Regions from separate parts of the Rattus norvegicus genome. Here region 2 is linked to region 1. Evidence: chromatin contacts called from public Hi-C data. All regions are on one chromosome and are shown on one strand. Each heading gives the region's core, a stretch centred on a gene start, on an enhancer-like site or on the middle of the called end of the contact. The rest is flanking DNA. Distances are from core to core; before and after follow the strand shown.

The links. Hi-C and Micro-C count contacts between places; a contact is called where the count stands out from the background.
Region 2: a Hi-C map of Schwann cells shows a contact between it and region 1, with 5 times the contacts expected there. The contact joins two enhancer-like sites. A contact is called at or near these places in 2 of 12 Hi-C or Micro-C datasets (Schwann cells and hepatocytes).

Annotation. Positions count from the first base shown.
Region 1 is chr15:38,846,329-38,852,688 of GRCr8, forward strand. All of the region lies in intron 3 of LOC120097002 (a long non-coding RNA gene), which reads left to right. It overlaps LOC120097003 (a long non-coding RNA gene), which reads right to left. Exons shown (of 2, transcript XR_005493999.2): 2 at 4,948-6,360. Among named protein-coding and RNA genes, the nearest start is that of Spata13, 110 kb to the right of the region's middle. Within about 2 kb of position 1,508, at least 2 of the 93 cell types and tissues checked have an H3K27ac peak or open chromatin away from gene starts, as enhancers often do. A contact at or near this core is called in Schwann cells, where this site is marked.
Region 2 is chr15:39,071,133-39,077,464 of GRCr8, forward strand. It overlaps Spata13 (spermatogenesis associated 13), which reads left to right. Exons shown (of 13, transcript NM_001191686.1): 9 at 929-1,161; 10 at 2,637-2,766; 11 at 4,801-5,173. Among named protein-coding and RNA genes, the nearest start is that of C1qtnf9, 17 kb to the right of the region's middle. Within about 2 kb of position 2,344, at least 45 of the 93 cell types and tissues checked have an H3K27ac peak or open chromatin away from gene starts, as enhancers often do. A contact at or near this core is called in Schwann cells, where this site is marked.

The DNA.
Region 1 (6,360 bases), core at 258-2,757:
TAGTCTCATAGCAGCCTTCAGATGAAGATGTAGACCTCTCAGCTCCTCCTGTACCAGGTCTGCCTGGATGCTGCCATGCTCCCACCTTCACGATACTGGACTGAACCTCCGAACCTGTAAGCCAGCCCCAATTAAATGTTGTCCTTATAAGAATTGCCTTGGTCATGGTGTTGCTCACAGCAGTAAAGCCCTAACTAAGACACTGACAAACTGACTTAGATCAAGAATCATGGTGGTGATAAGAAATACTCTGTTCTATTACTCCAATTTTCTTGCCTCCAATTTGAGTAGAAAAGTATGCATTGGGGCGTAGAGGAGAAAGGGGTAAGGGAAGGGCACATGGCAGGTTAAGGTGTGGCCTTCATTCCCGGCCATCAAATAAAAACGTCACATCACACTGTGCCTCAAAAGGAGAAGTCCCTGGGCTCTTTTGGGCCGAGGATGGAGAGAATCTGTGACCAGGGGCTGCTTCATAAGACCATTAGTATTAGGATCTAAAGACCAGGCTTGCGGTCCTCCACCCACAGCCAGAGCCTTTCACTGTCCTGTCAAGAAGAGCTGCTTTACAAAGCCTTTTCTGAGAATACAGTAGCGACCCCTTGCTCCTGGGTCCCACCTGGAACACGGAGACCGACTCTGTCCTATAGCAGGCAGGTTGACTGTCTCTAGGAACAGAGGCACAGGTGCTGACAGTTCACAGCACGCCTGTGTACACAAGGGGGAGTGTCAGGTAGAGCATGGGTGTGGATCACAAGACAACGCAGCTTTCAGGAGGTACCAGACACGTGACTCCTGCTGTTACTCCCACATCTTGGGGATGTTGTATTTGTCCCAAAGGTTTATGGGTAAGCGCCGTTGGTTTAGGTGAAATTTCAAGCTCTAACAGTGAGAAATGAAGGAAAAGTAATTTAAACTGTGGGAAGGGCTGCGGTGGAGAGGGAGGACCCTCCAGATGCTTTCTAGGTGCATGCGGACACTTCCCATTCTCACAGCAATGCAGCTTGCTGGATGAAGCAAGCAGGCCCATAGACCACTTTGGTCAGAGACACGTGTGGTTCTACACACGCCCCTAACTCACCATCTTTCTGAGTTAACTGCAGGGACAGAAATTCATTAAATGCACCATGCATGTAATTACATATAATATAATTTGAGGAGCTTGATCAAAATGAACATCCCTGGAGAGCCTGTCCCCAGCTAGCCAGCAGGGTGGCTGAGAGGTTCAGGCTTACAAAGTTTGAGAACAGGCATACAGAAACACAACTTTAATCTCTCTCTCTCTCTCTCTCTCTCTCTCTCTCTCTCACACACACACACACACACACACACACACACACACACACACCATCTCCACAGCCCTAAGAGAACGAATATTTGAAAAATAGGGTCCTCCTTGAATTCGTCCCCGAGTTTTGTGCCTCATAACTTTAATGGGTAAGTGAGTGTCCCTTCAAAACAGAGAAAGGACAAAGTGCTGTGTGACCGCAGCTCACAGTGAAAGGTCACATTCTTTGCAATCCAGTTTCGTAATTCTCTTCTAACTCAGATCTTCCAAGAAATAGCCTTCCTCACAGACTTGAGGACCACACGCAGAAAAGTGAGATACCCCTCCAGACCAGGGCAGCAGGGAAGACAGTGGGGACGTTTAAACCTCACCTCTGCTGTAGGGACACAGAAGCGTGGACATTTCATCTTCGCTGTTTGGGTGGCAGTGTAGGTAGAAGTTGGTAGATTGTCGTTGTGCATTTTGCTTTACGGGAAGGAAGCTGGAGAGCCCAGGCCTGTCCACCCCCTCTCATGGTAGGAGACCTGACAGAGAGAACGGTTTGCCTGTGCCTGTGACTCCAGGCACCTTGCAGGGCAGGTTTGGGGGCTGATCTGCCCCCTGCCCGCATTGCCTGGGCCTCTCTTGTAACCCCAGATTCCTCCTTTCTCCATTATTCCTTTGAATCTTTTTCCTCTTTGAACATATCTTCTAAAAATAAAACTCAAGGCTGTTGAGTTTGTGAGCTTCTCCTGTCAGTGGGATTTCCAGTTTCATTGCACCTACACGGTGCCCTCCCTGCGGGACCTGCAGAGGGCTTTCTTGGCATATTTTCTGGGAATCTGCAACTGAAAAATTGTCTTTTAATAACTGACCGATTTCCTGTTATCAAAGGAGATTTATAACCCTCTTCCAGAAAACCCAGAGCTGAATATAACATTCAGCCATGGCCTCTGGACCACCCTAAAGATGTTTTCCCCTCCCATGATGAAGTTCTAAAGTGTGCACTTCAGCTCCATTCGATTTTGAGCCAAAGCTCCTTAGAAACATGGTCCTTTGAAGAAGTGTTCTATTCATTAATTTTTAAAGCATACAAAGTTCTAGGTTTTGTTAGAGCATTTTATGCATACACAACATTGTCCTGTGCTCATCTAACACCCCCAACTCTCTCTGTTATTCCTCCTCTCCCTTTCCCAGGCCGTCATGTCCCCAAACAAAACCATAAGATTGCTAAGTTGAAAGCCAAGTATGGTGGTACACACCTATAATCCTAGCATCCAGAAGGCTGAGGCAAGAAAATTGTCCTGAGTTCAAGGTCGGTCTGGGCCACAGAATGAAACCTTGTCTCAAATAAACAAAAATACACCCACATGTGCATGTGCACACACACACACAAGCACACACACAAGCATGCACACACATGCATGCACACACAGGCACACACATACAATTGAACTGGGTAGACCACACAATACAAGTCATTGTTGTCGTAAGCCCTGAGAGTGCTTCAGAGTGAGTGTTCTTATAGAAGAAACGTGGCCGTGAGATGACACGGTGGCAGTACCAGGCTTATGACACAGAGCAGAGACACTAAACCAAGGAACAAGGAACGCTCACGGTTGGATGGAGGAACATTGAGGCTTAATGTGAGTTTCTCTTAGCAATTAATGTAAAACGTCACGGGATAAAATCATCTTTGTACTTCACAGAGAAAAAAATGAAAAGCAGAGCCACAGGGTCCCTGTGACTTGGGACACCAGCAGGAAACCATGGGCCCTGGTCCTTAGACAACCCACTGTTATGGTGCTGAGGGCTGCTGCCTTTAGTCAGAGGGATCGGAACCAGGAACTGCACGGGCAGAAGGATTCCAGGCTGGGCTCACTTTCATTTGTTTTTGTTTGTTTGTTTGTTTGTTTGTTTGTTTTGGTCTTTTTAAAAAGTATTTCTTGATTGAGTGTATGTGTGTGTGTATGGATGTTTGGTCTGCCTGTATGTCCTGCAGCACATGCATGCCTGGTACCCAGAGGCCAGAAGAGCCTGTCAGGTCTCTGACACTGGAGTTACAGATGGTTGTGAGCCACCATGTGGATACCGGGACTCAAAGCCTGGTCCTCTGGGAGAGCTTTGAACCCCTGAACCATCTCTAGCCCTTGAGTTTCATTTTCTTACTCTATCAAATGGGGTCACAGTCCTCACGCCCACTGAGCAGCCCAGAAAAGGAAACCGTATGGCTTATCAGAGGAACGAGTGCAGTGTCTGAAGTTTCCTCTGAGATTTGAATGTACCTTGTCAGAAGATGAACCGTGGCAGTTTCTGTCTCATAGAGAATCCTGTGCACAGCTTTACATTAGATTTTAAACGATGATTAAAAACAAAATCAAAAGACAAGCCGTCAGTTATTACGTATGCAGAGACATTCATATCTCGCTAGTGTTCTGTTCCCTTGATTTCTCCAGCCTGCAAACTCATGTAAGATTCCAAACTCACAGATTCCAGGAGCTCGCCTTCTGTCCCCCTTGCTCACAACTGACCACTAGAGGGCACCCGCTATCCTGTATCCACTACCTAACACCCTATGGATGGGCTGTGTCTGGTCAGTAATTCACACACATGGAGGCTTGCATTTTGTGCTTGGTTTCTTTCCCTCTCGTTTGCAAGATATACCATGGCATGTGTAGAACAAGAGCTCGCTCGTTCCTTTGGCTCTACAGATCACCTGATACCTCAGCTCTTCGTTCCAACAGTGATGGGATTCACATTTGCAGAGCAAGGACTCTGAAGCCATGCCACCGTGAAATTCTTGCGTGTGCCTTCTACTATTCAACCTGTATTGCTGACCGGAAGGCATGAATTCAGCTTCAGCCAATCCCATTTTACGCTCAGTGGAGTGTAGGTGGCCCTCATCCTCGATAAGCAGTATAGAAATCTCTTCTCTTTGGGTTTGGAGTCTCCAGAGGAGCGGGGCCAACAGAATATGAACGTACAGTTTGTGCATTTCTGCGCAGACATGAGAAGGAGATTCGTTTGCAGAGTCTGGCTATTGTGAAAACTATGAGGTCCCAGGATCTCCTATCTGTAAGCTAGAGAATCAGGAAAACTGGTGATGTGCTCAGTCCACACCCTAAGGTCTGAGAACAGGGAAGCCAGCACCACCCCAAGTACTGTCCCTAGTTTTCAGGGCCAAGAACTAGAAGTCCCAAGCCCAAGGGCAGGCCCAGAGCGGCCCAGCTGCCTGCTTTTCTGCTACTCTCTTGGTCACTGTGAGTTTTGTTGCTGTTGTCTTGTCTTCACCAAAGTCGCTCTACCTTGTGCCCTTCTGTCCTGACGTGGCCCTCGATTGATTGGACGGTGCTCACTCACACTAGAGAGAGATAACCTCCTTTTCTCAGTCCACTATTCAAACACCGATCCCTCCTGGAAACACCTCACAGACACACCTGGAAATAGCTACCTGCTAACTGGTCATCCCTTAGCACAGCAGGTTGATAGGCAAATCCCCTCTCCCGTACCCTGTGCCTCCTTGTGCATTTTATTTGCAATCCCAGATGACTGGCGGGCCCGCTGCATGTTTAACATTACATTATGTCATTTAGATAAATTAAAGCACTTGTCTATACCAACAACACAGGCCCAAACACATGGAGAAACTGAAATGTAAACAAACTTGACAGGGCACAGATAGAATGAAGGCTTTCAATATTCTTATTGAAGAGTTCAGATGAATTGACCTCACATAGTCGAAGACAAATAGAATTCTTAAGGCAGTCTTTCCTCATGCAAAAATATATGTGAAATATGCAGCACAAAGTTGGAAATATGTAACTTTTCCTTGCTTTTTTGTCTTTCAAAAGATGAACTTTATAGCATTTGTGAAATCCAGTCAGAAACTTGATGAGGAAGAACATTTCTGAGAGTTTAGGAAAGTAGACTTTAGAGTCATAGGACTCGTACCACCCCCTCCCAACAGACGAGTCACATAAAGTTCTATAGTTAGGAAACAAAGGGACATTCATTAAATGTTCCTGAGCAAACAGGAAGCCGAGGCTGAAAGTGTGTCATTTAGCAAGCAAGGAAGAGAAAGATGGCTCAGCAGTTAAGAGCACCAGCTTCTCGTGCAAAGGACCAGGGTTTGGTTCCCAGCACCTACACAGTGACTTCAGGGTACCCAATGCCTTCTTCTGGCCTCTATAGGCAGTGACAAACAGGTGGTTCACACACGCACACATGCAAACACATACACACTCACACACACACACATACACACCACACACATACACACCACACACAAACACACACACACACAAACACACACCACACACATACACACCACACACAAACACACACACACAAACACACACACACCACACACACACATACACACCACACACACACCACACACACACTCACACACACACACATACACACCACACACATACACACCACACACATACACACCACACACAAACACACACACACACAAACACACACACAAACACACACACACCACACACCACACACACACACACACACACACACACACGCACACACACAGAGTCCTCATAGCAGACCTACAGCATGCACAAAAAGTTGTATTTAGAGAAAATAGCTTTAAACACTGTCTTTAGTATAATAGAAAATTAAAAATAGGAGTTGGAATTCATCTTAAGAAACTAGAAGACAAAAATAACAACAAAAAGAAGAAAAGGGGACTTAAGACAAGGGAAGCAATTACATGGTTAAGTTGACAAACAGTGAAACAGACATAGGGGCTAAGTCCTCGGCTACTAAATTTAGGGTTCAAGCTAGGAAGCGTCTGAGTTCTAACCCCGAACATAACAGGACTCTAAAACTCCTAGTTCTATAGTTGTTCACTTCCTTTGCTGTAAAATATCAAAAGCAGCAACAACGACAACGAGGGGCCCTGTTGCGTCATGGACAACACTAAAATGTGCGTCTTACAGTTCTAATTAGGCAACGTTACATAGTACAAAAAGTCTCTCTGGAAAGTCTACTGCATATACGTGTATACAGTTGGTCCCGTGCTCTCAAACACACCACAACCCAGAGACTGAAATGTTCCTTGGGTGAGACGGTGT
Region 2 (6,332 bases), core at 1,094-3,593, 230 kb after region 1:
GCTAATTGTACCAGCAAAGAAAGAGCAGTGGTCTCTGGTATCTATGCAATGGAGGTAGCAGGTAGGAGGTGGGAAATCACGTGGAGGGGAAGGGGGACTTGGGAAACCTGCTGCATTTACGCTCAGTCAGGCATGCATGGTGGGATGGGGGAAACAGGAAGGAAGGACAGTTGTGAGCGCATGGCCCAACAACTCTTCGAGGCTGGAGAAAAGGTGGTGGCTAGGAATGTAGACTCGCACCCAGTGGCAGGGCTTTTTTTTTTTTTTTTTTTTTTTTTTTGGTTCTTTTTTTCGGAGCTGGGGACCGAACCCCGGGCCTTGCGCTTCCTAGGTAAGCGCTCTACCACTGAGCTAAATCCCCAGCCCCAATGGCAGGGCTTTTTTAAAGCAATGTCTACCTAGTCCTGAGGGAAAGGATTGCTGGGCAGAGGAAAGAGTGCAGCTCCATCCCAGGAGGGCGGACAGCATGAGAGTGGCAGGGCAGCAGTGTGGCTGCCCCTCAGAGTGAGACGGTTGAGAGAAGGGACATGGATGGAACCTTTCAGTCAGAGAAGGTGTAACACGTGGAACTAGCCCCAGGGGATAGCTAGGGAGTGCGTCGGCATCCTGTGGTACCTCCAAGCCAGAGTTTATCAGTGGAAGGAGGGGGTGAGGATGTTGAGCCTCACTCAGAGCATTGCTTTGCCCCTCTGCTGTACCAGCTGCAGGCTCAGGAACTGAGCGAGCACAGTGGTAGGATACCCTCTACCCTTCCTTAGAGAGAACCCAGCTACCACTACCTCCGTACCACAATCTTCCTACTCACCAGCCATAAAGGCCAGCATCAAGTCTGGATTGCCCTACGGTCTTGGCCTGTCCCCCTCTTCTCCAAGAGTGTCCTCACTGTCAGCCCAGAGCCGCTGACTGATGAGGTTGCCTTCCCTTCCAGCAAGAGGGCTTTGCCATCTACTCTGAGTACTGTAACAACCACCCAGGAGCCTGTGTGGAGTTGTCCAACCTCATGAAGCAGAGCAAGTACCGGCACTTCTTTGAGGCCTGCCGCCTGCTCCAGCAGATGATCGATATAGCCCTGGATGGCTTCCTCCTCACACCGGTGCAGAAGATCTGCAAATACCCGCTGCAGCTGGCTGAGCTGCTCAAGTACACCACCCAGGAGCACAGGTAAGCCAGGGGCCACCCAGAGACCATGGAACCAAGCACCAGCCAGCCTGGTGCTTCTGCAACGGCAGGGACAGGTGGTGGTGGTGGTGGTGGTGGTGGTGGTGGTGGTGGTGGTGGTGGTGGTGGTGGTGGTGGTGTGGTAGATTTACTACACGGCCTCTGAGCTTCATGGAAGAAGTTTTTCAGATGTTTACAGTGCTTATTGCTTTAACAGAGTATGTGAAGATATTCTATGACTTCCAGAAATAGAAAAACAAAAGAATTCTATTGGTTTTGGTTTGTTTGGTTTTTTCCTGACAGAGTTTCTCTGTGTAGCCCTGGCTGTCTTGGAACTCACTCTGTAGACCAGGCTGGCTTTGAACTCAGAGATCTGCCTATCTCTGCCGCCCAAGTGCTGGGATTAGAGGTTGTGCCATCACAGCTGGCTCCTTTCCTCTCCCCGCCCCCCCACCCCCCGTCCCCTGTCTCCCTCCCTTCCTCCCTCCCTCCCTTCCTCCCTCTCTCTTTATATAAAACAAAACAAAAAAAAAAGTTCTAGAAAAAAAGGCAACAGCAAAACTGCTTAAATTCTGCCCTTCCTCAGGGACTTTTAACAAAAAAACATTGTCCCTTTTCTTTGCCGGGGTCCACTTCTTGGGCAGTTCCAGTCTTGTTTGTTTTGCCTCCCGCCCTGCCTCTGAGAATAGCCTGTGAAGACAGGACTTGCTCTGCGGACAGTCCTGCAGACTTCCAAGGACTGGAGCTCCCTTGTGTCTGGTCCCCCGCCTCTGCTCTCAAGCCTGTTGAGATTCTAACTCAGTCCATCAGGGTCCTTGCTGTGCCTTCACACGAGCCCAAGTGCTCCCGCCTGTTGACTGAATTGCTGGTTTACAACATCCGCAAAAGACTTCCACTGAGTGAAACCTGAGCGTAACATTTTCTTATAGAGGCACGCAGTGTCCTAGCCTCTGTGTAAATTGCAAATTTTGATTTTAGGGTTTTCAGTACTTGACAGTTTTAGAGGCGTGGGCTGGGGCACTGCTGGAAGACTATGAGGCTGTGTTGTTCATGGCCTTTCATGTCCCTCCTGAAACAAGTAGAAGGTGAGACTCGATGCAGATGATTTTGAAGCAGCTATATATAGCAGAAGTGGCTGTGTCGAAATCAAAACCGAGATCAAGGACAGCTCTCTGTACTAGTGAGAATAATTCACAGTTGCTATGACTAACACTTGGTTTCTGTGGCATTTACTTTCATTCATGGTGATTTCTGGGAAATGAGTGGCAACATTCTTATTCCAAAAGAATTGTGAATCGAGTTCCCTCAGCTCACTTAACCTGTGCACACTGTGGTCCATTCACCGGGAACAATGGCTCCTACTCAGAGCCTTGTCTAGACCATTCGCATACAAATCCGGGGACTGAGCGCCCTTATTTTGTCAGCCCTTACTTGTGAGCTGCATGTCTTGCAATTAAACTGGACTTCCCACTTTGCAGCGACTACAACAATATAAAGGCGGCCTATGAAGCCATGAAGAATGTGGCCTGCTTGATCAATGAACGCAAGCGTAAGCTAGAGAGCATCGACAAGATCGCCCGCTGGCAGGTGTCCATCGTGGGCTGGGAGGTGAGTGCCACTCACACATGCGCAGCGAGGCCCAGTGACACATACTTTAGCTCCCGTGATTGGCGCTGTGCGTTCTGGCTTTAATGGAATGTTAATTTGGAGGGATTTTTGACATACAATGCCTCCAAAAACATTAAGTCTGAGTAGGTGAGGTGGCTCAGAGGGTAAAGGTGCCAAACCACAGATGTGACTTTAATCCCCAGGCCCCACGTGGTAAAAGGAGAGGACTCACCCCTGCGAGTTGTCCTCCAGCCTCCACACGGGCGATGTGACCCACGCGTGACCATACACTTACATATATGCATACACACTACGTAGACAATTAAAAGTAATTTTTAAAAGGCACAAGGACACTAGTACATTGGTTAGTGTCTGGTCCTCTGACCTGCAGAGCCAGTTCCCACACAGTCATAGAACACAGCAATAGGAGCATGGGGGACCCGAGTCAGGTGACATATTTGGGTCCTATATGATTGAAGCAAATTATCTTTTATTGTCTCTAAGTTGAGGAGGAAAACATTACTTCTGAGGCTACATGATCATTATTTAATAGCACAGATAATCCTACCTGATAGTAATGGTCCAATGGGTGTACTTAGCCTTATTTGCACACCCATCTGCATGTGCGTGTGCTCACACATGCACACACATGTCAGAGTATGTTGTGCCTTACCATGTTCACCACGTTCACATTTATGAATGCAGGGAATCCTCTCAGTGCTCCTTAGAAGTAGGCATCACTCACGGGACAGGGAGAAGGCCCTGAAAGGTTTAAGTACCTTCTCCAGGCCCAGGAATCTGGACTGCTCACCTCTGCAGTAAAATGGCAGCTAAGAACAGCCTTTAACATTGTTGCTAAACCAGACATGGGTCACTGTATCTACCAACTAATCAGAACTGGCTTTCACAGACTGAGGAGGTATTGGGTGAGAAGGCAGGAATTGGGCTGGAGTTACTGAGAACAGGGTTGGCTACAGAGAAAATGCTTTTCCCAGGAGCCCTGAGCATGCCTCAGACATCGCTGTCTGGTGATCCCTTGTTTTTTCAGTGAAGAATCTGGGGCACACAATTGCCCTAGGGAAGGAAATAGAAGAAATATTTTGGAATCAAACACTTTTGCCTCCAAAACATTCTGTGTCTTATTGGGATCAAGGGAAAATGAAAATGTCAGAGATGAAGGCCAACTTCATAGCAGACTTGTTAAGGTGATATGGATGTCTGTCCCACCCTAGGTGTTACAAAGGGGCACTTGCTCTCCAACCTTAGATCCTAAGGGGACCATCTCATCAGAGTTTACTAAGTTCTTGCTGGCAGCCTGGCCTTTTGTTTCCAGGACCCTAAGCTAGCTACTCCAGAGAGGAGGTAAACACATGACTCGGGAGCCATAATAGTCGCCGTGTCCCTGTGCAGCAAAATAGTCAGTAATGCCGTGTCCCTGGGCAGCAAAACCTCTGCTTCTCCTTTCTTGTCCTGAAGTCGTCTTTATTAGCTCCCACTCCAGAAAATGTCTGCATTCCATTGTTTGTTTATAGTTTATACATTGGTGTTTGAGGATCTTAGATTCTCTGGAACTGGAGTTGCAGACAGTTGTGAGCCGCCATGTAGTTCCTGGGAACTGAACTCAGGACCTCTGGAAGAGCAGCCAGTGCTCTTGACCACTGAGCCATCTCTCCAGCCCCCAGCATTCCATTACCTTAAGGTGAGTTTTAGATCAGGAAGATACTTTGAGCAGGTCTCTAGATGCCCTTCTCTGACCTCCACATGCTTCACCCTGCCATATACCACATCCATATATGCACTATAAATAAATCCATAGAGATAGGAAATAAAAAGAGATTTCATGACAAGGGACCCATGAAGTCAAGGTCTGAACAGCCTTTGAAGCCCTACCCGGCTGTGTGTAGGGCAGCAATGCCTGGTCTTAGGAAACTGGATGGAATATTCTAGAAAGACTGTGTCAGAGACCCCTTCTGCATCCTTGTTGTTGGAAACAATCTGGTTTAGAAGATTCACAGTGTACGTGCATTCTCTCAGGGCCTGGACATTCTGGACCGAAGCTCCGAGCTGATTCACTCCGGAGAGCTAACCAAGATCACCAGGCAGGGCAAGACCCAGCAGCGAGTCTTCTTCCTGTTCGACCACCAGCTGGTGTCCTGCAAGAAGGACCTGCTGCGCAGGGACATGCTATACTACAAGGGCCGCATGGACATGGATGAGGTGGACATTGTGGATGTGGAGGATGGGCGGGACAAGGACTGGAACCTCAGCATGCGAAACGCCTTCAAGTTGGTCAGCAAAGCCACGGATGAGGTTCACCTGTTCTGCGCCAGAAAGCAGGAGGACAAGGCCAGGTGGCTGCAGGCCTATGCGGACGAGAGGCGGCGGGTGCAGGAAGACCAGCAGATGGGTGAGTCCCTCAGCCGCCTCCTCCACTGGCCTTTTCTGTCCAGTTGCTCCCTCAAGAGCTGAATCTGTGGACGGCACTGCAGGCGTGCGCTCTGTGTAATATTAGCAACGGGGACCCATAAAGTTCAAGGATGTGCTTACTGCCCGTATTCACACCTTACAGATGGAGCACTCTTTCTTCCATATGGCCCAGCTAGGTGTGGACACACACACGCACACAATTCTCTTTATTTCTTCACTTGCATATTTATTTATGCCGCATATGAGTAGTATATGCTGCGTGTGATATATTTGTTCCTGGTAGGGCGATCCATGTGGACGTCAGAGAAAGACATCTAGTGACCTGCTCTGTCACCCTCTGCCTTTTTCACTTGCAGAGGGTCTTACTGAACCTGGAGCTAGGCTAGGAGCCAGCAAGCCCAAGCCATCCTCCTGTCTCAGTTCAACATAGCACTGGGATTACAGATGCGCACATGAGCACACCAGCTTGTTACATGAGCGCTGGGGATTTGAACTCAGGACTGCATACTTATAGAACACACACTCTTTTCCACTCTCAAGAGGCCATCTCCCTAGCCCAGAATTGCCAGATAGTTATCAAGGCTTCCCCTTTATCAGCACTGTTGCAAAACACTGCCCATTCACCTCACTGTCTGGGTCAGTTCAGACACAGTTCCTCCTGTGCTTTTCCCCATTGTGGTAACCGCAGACTCTGTACCACATACCAGGGTGAGCTCGCGCTTCTGACGTCCTGATGTTCTGATGTCTACTTGTACAGGTAGACCATCTATAACCCCAAGATCAAAATCTCGAGCATCAATGAGGAAAATTCCACACCTGACATCATGTGAGGGACCCAGTCAAAAGTATATAGTTTGGAATTATAGGCTGTGTATAAATCAGATAAGGTATCTATGAAACAACTGAATCCTGTGTTTAGACTTTGGTCTCATCCCCAAGATACCTTATGTGTTGTGTATGTGAAAATATGAGGAAATCTAAAGAATGGTGTGCGCTGGTCCCACACATTTCAGAGAAGGGGAACTTGTACTTTGATTCGTCACCCCAACTTCTGCTGGCCTTTTTTTATTGCATGATCTTGTGAGAAGGAAGCTACCATGTGGCATTAACCAATACAGCACCCACATTTCTGTGCCCAG